5 separate regions of the Sus scrofa genome follow, and all the other regions are linked to region 2. The links are chromatin contacts, called in public Hi-C, HiChIP or PLAC-seq and promoter capture Hi-C maps. All regions are on one chromosome and are shown on one strand. The core of a region is the stretch at or near the end of the contact, and the rest is flanking DNA. Distances in the headings are between cores, read along the strand shown.

Evidence for each region. Promoter capture Hi-C pulls out the DNA fragments that hold promoters and counts their contacts. Hi-C and Micro-C count contacts between places; a contact is called where the count stands out from the background. HiChIP or PLAC-seq counts read pairs in DNA pulled down with a chosen protein or histone mark.
Region 1: a promoter capture Hi-C map of fetal liver shows a contact between it and region 2, with 4 times the contacts expected there. The contact joins the promoter of FBXO46 here to the promoter of CCDC9 in region 2. A contact is called at or near these places in 2 of 5 promoter capture datasets (fetal liver and liver), 1 of 47 Hi-C or Micro-C datasets (liver) and 1 of 2 datasets of contacts at active chromatin or transcription factors (skeletal muscle).
Region 3: a contact with region 2 is called in an H3K27ac HiChIP or PLAC-seq map of alveolar macrophages. The contact joins the promoter of CALM3 here to the promoter of CCDC9 in region 2. A contact is called at or near these places in 1 of 47 Hi-C or Micro-C datasets (retroperitoneal adipose tissue) and 1 of 2 datasets of contacts at active chromatin or transcription factors (alveolar macrophages).
Region 4: a promoter capture Hi-C map of fetal liver shows a contact between it and region 2, with 2.8 times the contacts expected there. The contact joins the promoter of PNMA8A here to the promoter of CCDC9 in region 2.
Region 5: a Hi-C map of liver shows a contact between it and region 2, with 4 times the contacts expected there. The contact joins the promoter of IRF2BP1 here to the promoter of CCDC9 in region 2. A contact is called at or near these places in 1 of 5 promoter capture datasets (liver) and 2 of 47 Hi-C or Micro-C datasets (both in liver).

The regions. Positions count from the first base shown.
Region 1 is chr6:52,067,901-52,070,600 of Sscrofa11.1, forward strand. FBXO46 (F-box only protein 46) reads right to left here and starts at 1,290. Exons shown (of 2, transcript XM_021094574.1): 1 at 1,209-1,290.
Region 2 is chr6:53,063,923-53,066,622 of Sscrofa11.1, forward strand. CCDC9 (coiled-coil domain-containing protein 9) reads left to right here and starts at 1,255. Exons shown (of 15, transcript XM_021094629.1): 1 at 1,255-1,476.
Region 3 is chr6:52,505,569-52,508,268 of Sscrofa11.1, forward strand. CALM3 (calmodulin 3) reads left to right here and starts at 1,411. Exons shown (of 6, transcript NM_001244209.1): 1 at 1,411-1,578. The coding sequence starts at 1,576.
Region 4 is chr6:52,427,853-52,430,552 of Sscrofa11.1, forward strand. PNMA8A (PNMA-like protein 1) reads left to right here and starts at 1,367. Exons shown (of 6, transcript XM_005664614.3): 1 at 1,367-1,857; 2 at 1,859-2,039; 3 at 2,042-2,134; 4 at 2,136-2,282; 5 at 2,285-2,700. The coding sequence starts at 1,790. LOC102166902 (a long non-coding RNA gene) reads right to left here and starts at 1,251. Exons shown (of 3, transcript XR_303849.3): 1 at 1,166-1,251.
Region 5 is chr6:52,198,957-52,201,656 of Sscrofa11.1, forward strand. IRF2BP1 (interferon regulatory factor 2-binding protein 1) reads right to left here and starts at 1,254. Exons shown (of 1, transcript XM_003127228.4): 1 at 1-1,254.

The sequences.
Region 1 (2,700 bases), core at 40-2,539, 1.0 Mb before region 2:
CGGACTCTGAGCCAGGATGCCGAGGTTGGACTCCTGAGTCAACCACTCATGCTGGCTGACCTTGGAAAAGTTGCTGAACCTCTCTGTGCCTCTGCTTCCTCTCTGTAGGATGGAGACAACTTAAGGGGTGTTGTCAGAATCAAATGAGTTAATACAAACAACTACGAACAGGGCCAGGCACTTCCTAAACAATTAGTGTGAGCTGGAGTTGACTGTGGGGAACCCCTGCATGCTTCTGAGCGGGGCTGTGCCCAGATCAGTGCCAGAGTTTGAGAAAACGCCCCTGGGGCTGGGCTGAAAAAGAGGGAATCCATTAGCACCTGTGACCCAGTCACATTCCTGGAGCAGGGAACTTCCCACCAACAGCTCTGGGATGCAAGCCTCCTCTCTTCTCAGCGGCATTTTGTTCCCACGATACAGATAAGGGCACTGAGTTTCATAGAGAGGGGACACTTGCCCAGGTCGCAAAGGAATGGCAGAAGAAAAGAACTGAGTGCTGGACCGTCTGTACACATAAACCACTACACTTTTCTAAATCCCATTAGAGAAATGTGAGTGCAAAAGGTTGTCTCGATGGCCCTTTCTGGCCATATCATCCTACAGTTCTGTGACTGTCCAGTTATCGGGAGTCTCTGGCTGGGCTAAGTAAACTATCGCTACATGCAGGCCCCTAATCTCATGCTCCTCACCCCACCCACAGTCCCGGGTCCTAACCTACACACCACTCTACCATTGATTTCTCTCTTCTACCATCTCAGCTTGTCCTCCTGCCCCCAATCCGATCCAGAGGCTCCAACCCACGGCATCCACAGCTGGCCTCTCCCTCCGGAGCCTCCAGACCCCCTCATTCATCTAGCACTGACTCCTAATGCCTTTCAACATCCCCTAGGCTAAACCCCTCGAAATTGCCCCCTTCAGTGCCTCTGTCTGGACGCCCAGCCCCTTCTCCAACTCGGGACTCCTTCCTCCAGCTCTGAGCTCCCTTACAATCAATCCCAAAGCTCGACTCTCTCCCCATCTTCAAGACCCATCCCCAACCCCCATTCTTCTACTACTCTCTCCGGCTCCCATTTCTCCCAATCCCATCCCCCAAACGATCTCCCCTCATCCAGCCCCTTCTTTAGCTCCTGCCTCTTCCCTCTCGCCACCGGGTCCCAAACGCCCGCCCCAGTTCGCAAGCGCCCCTGGCCCCAGCTCAGCGTTCTCACCATCTCCCCGCGCTGCAGCTCCCTCGGCTACGCGGGTTTCCCCCACTCGCTCCTCTCCAACCTCCCCTTCCGGGTTCCCGCCCCGAAGCCCGCTGGGAATTGGAGTCCGGGAGGCCGCAGACTACAACTCCCGGAAGGCAGCACGGTCAAGCTTGGAGGTGGGGAAAGAAGCAAACTGGGCGGGCTCAGGAAAAGAATGACTCTAACTCCCGGGAGACAGAGAGCGTGTGTGCCTGGTAGCGCAGGCGCAGAGAGCGCCCACGCCAAGCCCGCTGGGAAATGGAGTGCAGTCTCCTCCATTTTGGCCCTGGGCTTTTGGAAACGGAATTGAGAAAATTTAAAAGGGGCGTTTGTGTGGGGTGGAGAGTTGGGAAAGAACCAGTTTATCGATTTACTTAAACTTATTTACGTGTTAATTAATAGCGCCTTTCTCACTTTCCCATCCATTTTTCCTCCTGGGTTGTTTTATTTTGGTTTTTTTTGGAGCCACCCCTACCCCACATGGAACTTCCCGGGCCAGGGATCGAACACATGCAGCTGCAGCGACCCGGGCGCTGCAGTGACAAGTCTGGATCCTTAACCTACTGCACCACAAGAGAACTCCCCCTGGTTTTCTTACCACCACCTAATTTACAAGTATGGGAATTAAGCCTTAGGATGGAGGAAAACCAGATGCATTAGACATTTGTGCACATCGTAGTTATAATAGAAGCTCCAAGAGGACAGGCCCCTTTGTGTATCTTGTACAAGCACCCAGGACAATGGAAATAAGTGTTGAGTAAAAATGTATTGCATGCTAATTTTATGCCAGACACTGCAGAGAACCCCAGTAAGAATTATCCCAAATATATAAAAGTTAAGGCAGAAAGATGGAGTCCCCACTGTGGCACAGCGGAAATGAATGGGACTAATATCCATGAGGATGTGTGTTCGATCCTGGTCTCGCTCAGTGGGTTAAGGATCCGGCGTTGCGGTGAGCTGTGGTGTAGGTGAGCTGTGCTGTAAGTGGTAGACGCAGCTCAGATCCCGTGTTCCTGTGGCTGTGGCAGTTGCAGCTCCAATTTACCCTTAGGCTGGGAACCTCCATATGCCGCGGGTGCGGCCCTAAAAAGAAAAAGAAAAAAAAAAAGTTAAGGCAGAAAGAGATTGAGCATATTCTCCATGGCAACACAGCAAGAAAATGATTTGAACTGAAATATTTTAGACACCAGGATCTCTACTCTCCACTAGGTTGCTAGATCGCCTCCCCTTAAGCTATGTTTTCCTGCCCATCCTCCTCATGAGCCATAAGAGTGAACTTTCTAAAAGAGAGAGTCGGCTATATTAAAGAACATAATTTCAAGCGGTGAACTGCCACTAAGGCCCGATTCCAGTGGCCCTCCTCTTTGAATCTTTTCTGTTTATGGCCCTTTAATGCAGCCTCTGCCTCACTAGTCTCACACTCTGTGAGCCTGCACTGGGAAGATCGCGGCTAAATTCCCGACTTCCAGCG
Region 2 (2,700 bases), core at 5-2,504:
CTAAAAATGATATAGTGAATTTGGCAGGTATTTGGGGGAATTTTAAGAGAATTAAGTTATATGCGTGGAGAAGGTCTCTGAAAGGCTGTTCCCAATAACTATGTAAGTGGCAGGTGATTGCCAGGTACTTCCCTTTTCCACGATTTAAATCACAAAATGAAATTACTGGCCACCTCAGGGAATCCAGCCTCCCACTTATGTCATCCCCTGTAAGGGTGTCCCATCACTTTTTGTTGTTGTTGTTCTTTTCTAGGGCCGCACCCACTACATATAGAGGTTCCCAGGCTAGGGGTCTAATCAGAGCTGTTGCCACCGGCCTACGCCACAGCCACAGCAACGCAGGATCTGAGCTGCATCTGCGACCTACACCACAGCTCACGGCAACGCCGGATCCTTAACCCACTGAGTGAGGCCAGGGATCGAACCCAAAACCTCATGGTTCCTAGTTGGATTCATTTCCGCTGAGCCACGACATGAACTCCACTGTCACATTTATTATCACTTGTAATAACATGTTAATTATGTTTGTTTTGGTTAATGCATGTTACCCTCTGGACTCTAGGCAATCCAGCAGATCTTTCTCTGAGCTTCTGCAATTCCTAGAATGCACCAAGCTCACTCATCACAGGACCTTAGCACAGGCTGTGTGTCCTCTGCCTGGGCGCCTAGCCCCCTCACCCTCAGCCTCTCTTCCCGTCCCTCTTGCAAGCCATCTCACACATTTTTGTTTTCTGTTATTTCACATATACTTACGTCTTCCCTCAAGAGGACAGGGATGGGGTCTGCCTTGTTCATCATTTTGACACGCCCCCTCACGCCCAATTCCCCATCCTCCCAGCACAGAGCCTGGCACTCAGTGCTGACTGATTTTTTGCTGTGTCCCCGCCACGCGGAAGTTCTGAGGCCAGGGATAGAACCTGAAGTACAGCACCGACACCACCAGATCCTTAACCTGCTAGGCCACTAGGGACACCCTCAACGCTGATTTAGAGGGTGAAGGAAGGATTCTTTCGGTTGAAAATTTTGTCTCTACAACTAATTCTAAGGTTTCATTAGCAGAAGGGTGGGGGAGCATCCACCCCCTGCACAAGCTGGTAAGTCAGGATTCCAGGTTATCATTGCCCAGGGCAGGGCGCCGATTTACTGGAACCAGGAAAGGGGAGAAACAGGAAGCAGGTAGAGGCCAGAGAGAGAAGACGCTGTCTCCTCCCCCTGGAAGGTGGTCGTTCAGGCAGAAGGCAGTACAGCAAGCTTCCGGAACACCCTTGTCGACCCGCTTATCTCACTTTGCGCCTCTACCCAGACGCGAGCGGCGCCTTTAAGGCTCCCGGAAACGAGCCAGAACAACCGGAAGTGACCCTCGTTAGTTCCCCTCTTCACGTGGTGCGGGCCGGAAGTGACGCGCGGGGCCCGGGAGCTGCCGACGCGGAGGCCGACGGAGCCGGAGTAGCGGACGCCGCGGGGTCTCCGGGACAGGTGACCCTAGGAGGGGGCCGGGAGCGCGCCCGGAGAGGGCGGGGCCTGATGCCCACGTGGGGGAGCTGGCGCGAGCGCAGGCGGGGTAGCGAGCAGCCCGCGGGGGCGGGGTCAGATACTCTGCGGGGGGCGGGGACTGGACGCCCACAAGGGAGGCTAGGGGTGGGTGCTGGCTGGGCGGAACGTCGGCGGGTGGGCAGGGCTGGGGTGGGCCAGTCTGCGGGCGGGTCCGGAGTGTAGGTGGGCAGCTGAGGGCGGGGCCCAAAAGTTGTGCCGGGGCTGGGGGCGGGGCCAATGGAAGCCAGCGGTGCGGGCGGGGCCGGGACTCCCGGCGGAAAACGCTGGGGGCGGAGCCAGAAAGTTTTTCCTGTCCTGAAAGTGGGTCCTGGAAGTCAGGGGTGGATCCAGAGGCTGATGCGACGGTGAGGGCAGGGCCAAAAAGAAGCGGGGGAGCTGTGGGCGGGGCCAGGTACTGGCTAGGAATGATGAGGGTGGAGCCGGAAAGTTTTGCAGGCGCCAGGAGCTTCCCCACAATGTGGTGAAGCTCGCCGTGGAGCTCGAACCTTGCCTTGGGGCGCGCCGGGGGCGGGGCCAAATATTGGCGCGACGAGGCGGGTGCAGAGTCCGGGGCGTGGCCAGGAGGTTGGCCGGGCAAATCGTGTAGGGACCACAAATGTTGACTCGTGAGCTGGAGGCGGGCCTGGTGTAATAACGCGAGAAGGAGGGGGCGGGCTTAGGTTGCAGCCTGGGGATCTAGGGGGCGGGGCCAGAGTGTTGGCTGGGAAAATCCGAAGCCGGGTTGAGGGGCGACAGCTTCTTGACGCGAGCGTGCGGGCGGGGTCGGAAAGTTTTGGCTTTGCCCGGGGTGGGCCGGTGGCGTTCCGACCGGCTGGAGAACGGAGCTTTTTCCCTGGAAAGCCGCAGGCGGGCCAGAAAGTTTTGACCGTGTAGAGGCGGGTACAGTATTCTCTAGGGAGGTCGCATCAGGCCCAGGAAGCCTCGCCAGTGAGTACTGGGTCTGTTTGGGGAATCTTTATAGGGGTGCGGGGAAGCAGGGGCACCTTTCTTGGGATGCTGGGGGCAGCGAATAAGGAGTGCGGTTCAGACTCTTTGAGTGTGGGGTTATGAGACGGTTCTGAAACTCCTTGGAAAGAGCCAGATCTAGACTGTTAACGGGGATGTGAGCGGCACCAGAACGGGCACAGGGAGTTGGGCCTAGAACTT
Region 3 (2,700 bases), core at 161-2,660, 560 kb before region 2:
CTCAGTGAGTTAAAGATCTGGCATTGCCCTGAGCTGTGGTGTAGGTTGCAGATGTGGCTGGGATCTCTCATTGCTGTGGCTGTGATGTAGGCCAGCAGCTGTAGCTCCAATTTGACCCCTAGCTTGGGAACCTCCATATGCCACAGGTGTGGCCCTAGAAAGAAAAAAAAAAAAAAAAAAGTCTCTCTCTCTTGCATAAAATTTTGGCACTGGGGACAAAAAGGTGAGCTCTGCTCCAGAAAATCATCCAGATCTTAGGTGAGTTTGCTCCCATTGGTCTCTCCTCTAATGCCTACCAGGCTGTTCCATCAGCAGGCAAGGTGAGAGAAAGGACAGCATGCTCTCCACCCCCTTAAGGGCATGTCCAAAAGTTTCACATATCGCTTCTGCACACATCCTTTTTAACCACAATTCAATCAAATGACCGCTCACAACTGTTTCTGAGCTCCAGGAAACAGTCACAGTTAACCTTCACACTCTTTTCCTCCTATGGTTGGAACCTAGGCACAAGGAGTGCAAGAGTCAGGTGGTCTACAACACAATAAGACAGTGCAAGTCTGGGCTCCCCAGCCAAGCCAAGTACACTGGTCCAGCCTTACAGGAGGCGCTCAATTTAGGCTTAATTGAAGGCTGAATTAATGCCATATTCCCAGAGATCGTCCCGGGGTGGCCCCAGCTTCACAGACCTTGGGCCAATCAGGGGGACAGGCGTTCTGCACACCTGTAGAGTGTGTCTCAGGGTGGAGACACCTGGCCCCAACAGGTGGAAGTTCTAAGTAACCAGCTGAACCTTGTAGACCCCGCCAACTCGGAGGGTCCAGTTAGGGGCGGAGCTTCCAGGCCAGCATTTTGGATTGCACCATCTTCCATCTGTTAGAGGGGAGAGCCGAGAAAGAGCTTCTGCATCTTCCACCAGCCCTCTTACTACTCTCTGACTGCAAAGACTATGTAGTTGCTTCTCTAACAGTCACAGAGTTTTCCCCTTCGCCTCGTTACACCTCACGGCTCCACGCAGCCACACATTTCAGAATCCCCACCACCACCACACAGTGGCTCGCCCCAATTTGACGCATTGCAGGGAAGGCCGGACCAATCGGCACCGCGCTTTCATTTCCGCCATAACCCGGGCCCAATAGTGGCGCGTCTCACACAGGGACGCGTCACGCGCCGCCGTAAGGTGCCCCTCCGCCGAGGGGAAAAGTAAAGCCGCACGGGGGCGGGGCGCGCGGCGACGGAAAGTAGTCCCGCGCGGGTGCCCGCGCGGCCGGCCGTAAACACAGGTCTGCGCGAACCGAGAGCGAGAGATCCGCGGGCCCGGTGGTGCGGAGGGAGGCGCGGAGGGATCCGTGGGAGCCGCAGTGCGGCGACGCGCGTGCGGGGCGGGGCCGGGCGGGGCGGGGCGGGGCGCGCGCGGCGGCCGTTGAGGGACCGTTGGGGCGGGCGGCGGCGGCGGCGGCGCGCGCTGCGGGCAGTGAGTGTGGAGGCGCGGACGCGCGGCGGAGCTCGAGCTGCTGCAGCTGCTGCCGCCGCCGGAGGAACCTTGACCCCCGCGCTCCGGACACCCCGGGCCTCGCCATGGTGAGTGAGGCTGAGAGGCCGCCGAGGCCGGGGGCTCTGAGGCGGGCACGGAGGGGCAGGACCCCTGAGAGCGCGAGCGGACCCAGAATGGGGGAGCGTTTCGGCCCCAGCGAGCGCCTCTGGACCCCTCTCTGCTCCTCAGTCGGGGGCATTGGAACCCAGAGCGGGACATTTGGATCCCACAAGGGCTTTGGGGGTCTTCCAGAAGTATAGCATGGGGTAGTTAGACCCCAGAATGGGCACCTGAGTCCTCCAAGGGGGGCACTGGAACCCGGGATGGAGCATCTGGACCCTCAAATGGGAAGGGCTCCTGGACCCAGAATGAGGCGTTTGGTCCCCGAAGTGGGGTGTTTGAATTCCAGGGGAGCGAGGGAAGAAACGTTGGCTAGAGAAGGGGGTGATCTGTGCCCTGATAAAGGCTTTGGGTCCTGAGAGGATGCAGGGAAGGGGGATCGGAAGGAAGCCAGGCTGCTAGGGAGCTCCCCAAAAGGGGGCCGTGGATAACTGGGCCTGGGTGGGGAGGGGTGCTCCTGGGACCAGGGAGGTGGGGGTCACTCCTGCAGACCAGACCCTCGAGGGGAGAGAAGGAGGTTCTCCAGAGACATTGCAGAGGAAGAAGGAGGAGGGTGAGGTGCAAGCTTGGGGAGGAAGAGCCTAGGGTGGGTGGCGACAGAGGTTAGAAGATGCTCTGAAGTCTATGGGGACTGGAAAGGATTGGGGTCGGGAAGTGGTTAAAAGGGGATAGCGTGCTTGCCAGTGGTGCGGGGTCCGGGGGCCCTGTGGTTGATGTTGGGGGGCAGCCAGGGAAGATTCTGAGGTTACCAGTGGGTTAAGGCTGGTAAACTAGGACAGGAGGTTGGTTTTGGGGGGAGAGGAGTGGGGAGGAGTGTTGTGTTTGGGTTCACGAGGGGGTGGGTTTCCAAGGTGAGGGGTGGGCGAGCACTTTGATTTGGGTGGTGGAAGGAGATCCGCAGACATGTTGGAGCAAATGAATGGCAGCTGAGGTTGGCCTAGGTTTGAAGGTGGATGTGGGTAGCTTCCTGGAAGTTTCCAGGGCAAAGCCGGGACAAAGACTGCTCATTCTGGATGGGGGGCGGCTGGCTGCAGAGGCCAGAGAGAGTG
Region 4 (2,700 bases), core at 117-2,616, 640 kb before region 2:
GGGTCTAATCAGAGCTGTAGCTGCCGGCCTACGCCACAGCCACAGCAACTTGGGATCCGAGCCGTGTCCGTGACCTACACCCCAGCTCATGGCAACACCGGATCTTTAACCCACTGAGGGAGACCCGGGATCAAATCTGCATCCTCATGGATACTAGTCAGCTTTGTTAACCACTGAGCTACAATGGGGATTCTTTTTTGTTTGTTTTTTGCTTTTTAGAGTTGCACTCATGGCACACGGAGGTTCCCAGTCTAGGGGTCGAATCAGAGCTACAGCTGCCGGCCTACACCACAGCCACAGCAACGAGGGACCTGAGCCTCTTCTGTGACCTCCACCACAGCTCATGGAAATGCCAGATCTCTGACCCACGGAGCAAGGCCAGGGATCAAATCGACGTCCTCACAGATGCTAGTTGGGTTTGTTCCAGGCCACATCAGAACCTCCCAATCACACAAATATTGATAATGCCCAAGTTCAGGGATGCCAGAGAGGAAGTGAAATGGATATTTGGCTCTTTGCCCCTGTAAAGGCCGAGTCCAAAATGGAATTCAAGCAACAGATTTTGGTTGACTACCTAGGCCCACTGCATCTTTCATACACGCTCGCCCTGAATTTTCAAAATTTCCGGATCCGAAAAGTTTGTATTTGTATTCCTACTGTGGAAAAGAGGAAGGAGCTCAGAGAGCTCAAATCGCTTAAATGGCACGGTTAGGAAGCTGCATTGCCAGGTGGCTGTATCCGTGAGGCCTGGACATGAAGCATGGCAACTCAAACCTAGTCATAAGGACTGCTCCATTAACAAAAGTGCTGTCTGTTAGGCAGTGATCGGAGGAAATCAGCAAAGATGAGGCACCATCCTCAGGCTTGCGGGGGTTGGGTGTGTGTGTGTGTGTGTGTGTGTGTGTGTGTGTGTGTGTGTACACATTTCTAAAGGCTTCTGGAAATCTCTGGAAAAAGGAACTGTAGCTGAAGGAGAAGGCTCACAACAAAAGCTCTGGCTTTTGTTAGAGGAACTCAGGGATTGAAGCCAGTCTTTCTCCTCGCTCTCTGACTTCTGGTGGTGCCCATGAGTCCTGCTGGCTGAACCCAACAGGAAGGTAAAAGGCCTCGTTAGCGCAGCCTCATTAGTCAACACTCCCCACCTCCCGTGCCAGACGCTACTCACATAGAGCAGGGTGGAAAGGCTGCACGCGGAGGGACAATCAGAGAACACGCCTGGATTGGTCAACAGCTGAGCAGTAAACTTCCGCCCGGCTCCCCCAGCCCAATTACGAAGCCCACGCGCAGGCCCCTTGCAATCATCGGTTGCCATGGGGACCGCGGGCCTTGCGCGCCGGGCTGCGCGGGAGCAAGTGCGAAAGTGCGCAAGCGCGCACCGCCGAATCGCCCCCCTCGGGCTCGGAGCTGCTGACTGGATGAGGCCAGATCCCTTATGACCCACTCGGGTTCGAGTTGGAACGGACGCTGGTGTCCCCGGGCCCTTGGTCCGAGCTGGCACCTTCGTGCATCAGGGTGGCCTTTCTTTGGTTTTTGGTTTTCGGCTGATTCCGGGACACGTGTGAGCAACCGGGCACGGTTTGGGGAGGAAGGCCCTGGGAAAGCGCGAGGCCTCTGCCGCCCAGCCGTGGAGGGGACCGCTGAGATCTCTGAGCCTGGCCTTGTTCCCGGGAATGTGACCCCCCGCCTCTTGTCACCTTACAGAATTGCTATTTAGGGACCGCTACAGCCCGGGTCTTCCCAGTAGACGCTTCAGTACACGTGGGATTGGAGACGTCAGGGGTCTGCAGCCATGGCGGTGACCCTTTTGGAGGACTGGTGCCGGGGCATGGATGTGGACTTCCGGAGGTCCCTGTTGGTGCATCCCGGAGGACTGTGGGCAGGCGGAAATTGAGGAGACCTTGAATGGGGTCCTCTCCCCACTGGGCCCATACTTCGTGCTCAATAAGATTTTTTTGAGAGAAGAGAATGCCAAAGCTGCCCTCATCGAGGTCGGCGAGGGCGTGAACCTGAGGGCTATACCCCGGGCATTCCCAGGAAGGGGGGGGGGGGCGTCTGGAGAGTGGTGTGTAGGGACCCCACCCAGGATGCTGAGTTTTAAAAAAACCTGAATGAATTCCTGGATGCGGAGGGGCAGCACCTGGGAGGATGTGGTCCACCTGCTGCAGCTCAACCAGCCCCGACCACCCCGCAACCAGAATCAGCCCCCGGAGAACTGGGCAGAAGCCTTGGGGGTGCTTCTAGGGGCAGTGGTGCAAGCTATCTTCTACACGGATGCCGAGCTGCGCGGAGCAGGGAGGAAGCTAGGGCTCAGGAGCTTGCTGAGGCCCCGGTGGTGGCATCCTTGGCTTCTGCAGCAGGGAGGAAGGTCAAGAAGGAGCCAGGGTGGGCTGCAGAGGTGGGCTCTGCCTCGAAAGTGGAGAAGGTGGACGACTGGAATGATGTGGAAGCTGAGGGTGACCCTCCTAAACCTTGGGTTAGAAAAGCTGGAGCTAAAATTCGCTCCAGGAGAACTAAGCAGAAAAAAACTCCCAAGCGGGAATCACTGCCCTGGAAGAAGTCTAAAGGCAGCCATTCTCGTGGCTCGGCCTCTTTGGAGGCTCCTGAGGCTGGTGATGCTGAAAATACAGAGGGTTCAGAATATGTCGGGGGCAGCAAAAAGCCCTGTGTGAAGCAGGAATCAGCTCTGAAGAAGCCAGTAGT
Region 5 (2,700 bases), core at 4-2,503, 860 kb before region 2:
GCGAGCCACAGTCGGGCCTCTGGCTCGGCCTCCCCGCGGATCCAGGCCCGGCCCCCCTTCCCCGCCCCCCGGGCCCTAAGCCTTTTTCCTCACTCCCGCCTCCTCGAAAAGGCAGGCAAAGGTACGTCGGCGCCCCAGCCTGCTCCGGGCTCCGGGCCGAGGCGCACAGCTCGGGCCCCGCGATGGGCCGCGAGCGCCGCCGCCTCGGGCTCCCGCCGCTCCCGCCACCTCCGCTCCAACGGCTGCCACCGCCGCCTCCACCTCCTTCTGCCCCAGAGGCCGTTTCGCAGGGAAAGTTACATAACGCGCCGGCAAAGCCTTCTGGGAAACGTAGTCCCGCCGGGGCCGGCTCTTAAAGGGGACGGCAGGCAGCAGAGGACGGCGCGGGCTCGCCGCTGCGCGACCTTTACCACTCGTCGCCGCGGGGCAGGGAGTTTGGCTTGCTCCGAGCATTTCGAGCACAAGGGTTGGAAACAGGGATGTGATACAAATGGCGAGCGCCACGACGGACTCAAAAATTGTAGGAGGTGGACAGGCTTCCGGGCATCCAGCTTCTGTTCCGACTTGCTGTGCGGCTTTAGGCAAAAATCTTGCCTTCTCTGAAGCTCAATTCCCGCCCTTCAAAGGTGGGCCAATGACTGGCTACGGAGGCAGTCGCTCCTGGGGCGGGGCGGAGGGGTCTTGATTGGAAGGTTTCAGGACAGGGGGACGGGAAGCAGGCAACTTAAGCGTTGGGCAGGGCTGTTCACTTGGCACTTCTTCTTGCCCCAAATCTTGAATGGCAGCCTCTGATTGGAGCCAGCAACATCCGGAGAAAGGAGAGAACTGAAGTTGCCAGCCTCAGCTGCCTTATCTGCTGAAGGGAGTGGTGGGGCGCCCCCAATTCTGTTCCAGCCCTGCCAAAGCGCTCTGGTCTCCAAAGGGTTACACCGTCAGTGTCACCGCCCCCCTCCCAACTTCACTACAATTCCCAAAATGCCCTGCGGGGCCAACAAGCTGACGCACTTCCGCAGTCTGGAAGGTTGGGGGAGGCCTTCCCGATTCCCGCTGTCTGTCCTTACAGTCCCCCCCCCCCCCCCCAGCGCGCGCGCAATTTATGGAAGGTGTTTCCATGTTTTCCCAGCACCAAATTGAAAGGACCCTCACCCTGTATGGCTCATTAATGTTGAGGAAGGGAAGGAGGGCAGGGATGGCAAAGTTGGGGGTGGGGGGTGCTTAGTTTCTGGGGAGAACAAGAGCTAGACCACCCTTCTCCAACCCTGATTGCTTACTACCATCTAGGCCTATGCAGGCTATGGGGACCCCCGTGTTTTCTTCCTGGCGACCGCACCCCGCAGGGCAGGCTTGGAAGCGTGGGTATGTGGAGGGTGGAGAAGGGTCTCCAGACTCTAACCCACGTCAGCCTCTTCCCCTCTTTAGGCCTAGGTTCCTGTTAAGCGCTCAAAAATATTTTGAATTATTTGTGAGTTGCACTCATTAGTGGTTTTCAAACTAATCAGGGAATACCTGCCAACTCTCCCTTATTCCACTGCAACCATAGCAGGTCTGATTTGCAGTCTCAGCTTCACAATTTTGTTCACGACTTGTATTATTTTGACATTTTTCTTGAAGTTGATTCCCGAGAAAAAGAAGTTTATTTCTGCTCCATCCTAAGCAGTATGTGCATAATCATGGGTTGGATTTTTTTTTTTTTTTTTTTTTGGTCTTTTTGCTATTTCTTGGGCCACTCCCGTGGCATATGGAGGTTCCCAGGCTAGGGGTCGAATCGGAGCCATAGCCACCAGCCTACGCCAGAGCCACAGCAACGCGGGATCGGAGCTGCGTCTGCAACCTACACCACAGCTCACGGCAACGCCGGATCATTAACCCACTGAGCAAGGGCAGGGATCGAACCCGCAACCTTATGGTTCCTAGTCGGATTCGTCAACCACTGCGCCACGACGGGAACTCCCATAATCATGGGTTTTATGTACTATACTTTTTTGTGTGTGCTGTACACATTTTTATAAAATAAGTTAAAATTACGTATATATGGAGTTCCTGTCGTGGCTCAACAGTAACAAACCCGACTAGTATTCATAAGGATGCCAGTTCGATCCCTAGCCAGGCTCAGAGGGTTAAAGATCCGGCATTGCCACAAGTTGCAGCATAGGTTGCAGATGGGGCTCCAATCTGGCGTTGTTGCGGCATAGGGCAGTAGCTGCACCTCTGATTTGACCCCTAGCCTGGGAACTTCCACATGTTGCAGGTGCGGCCTTTAAAAAAAAAAAAAAAAGCAAAAAATAAATAAACGAACAACAAAAAAAACCTGTGTACATATAGAGCCATTAAAAAGGCCATCCATGTATCTCCTAAAATTGTCTTTGGGCCTTTTTTTTTTTTTTTTTTTTTTTTTTTTTTTTTTGGTCTTTTTGCTTTCTCTAGGGCTGCTTCCTGTGGCATATGGAGGCTAGGGATGGAACTGGTGCCATAGCAGTGACCCAAGCTACTGCAGTGATAACCCTGGATCCTTAACCAGCTTTAGTTAACAGTAGTGGGAGTAAGGAGTTTTGGCCAGATGCTGCCTTGAGATGAACTGGATTGTCACCGGACAAATTTAGGGCAAGTCTCTAAACTTCTCAGGAAAAAAATGAAGACCCCGTAGAATCTGCTTTTCATCGAGTACCTTCAGGTTAAAATGCAAACATGCATATAAATGCT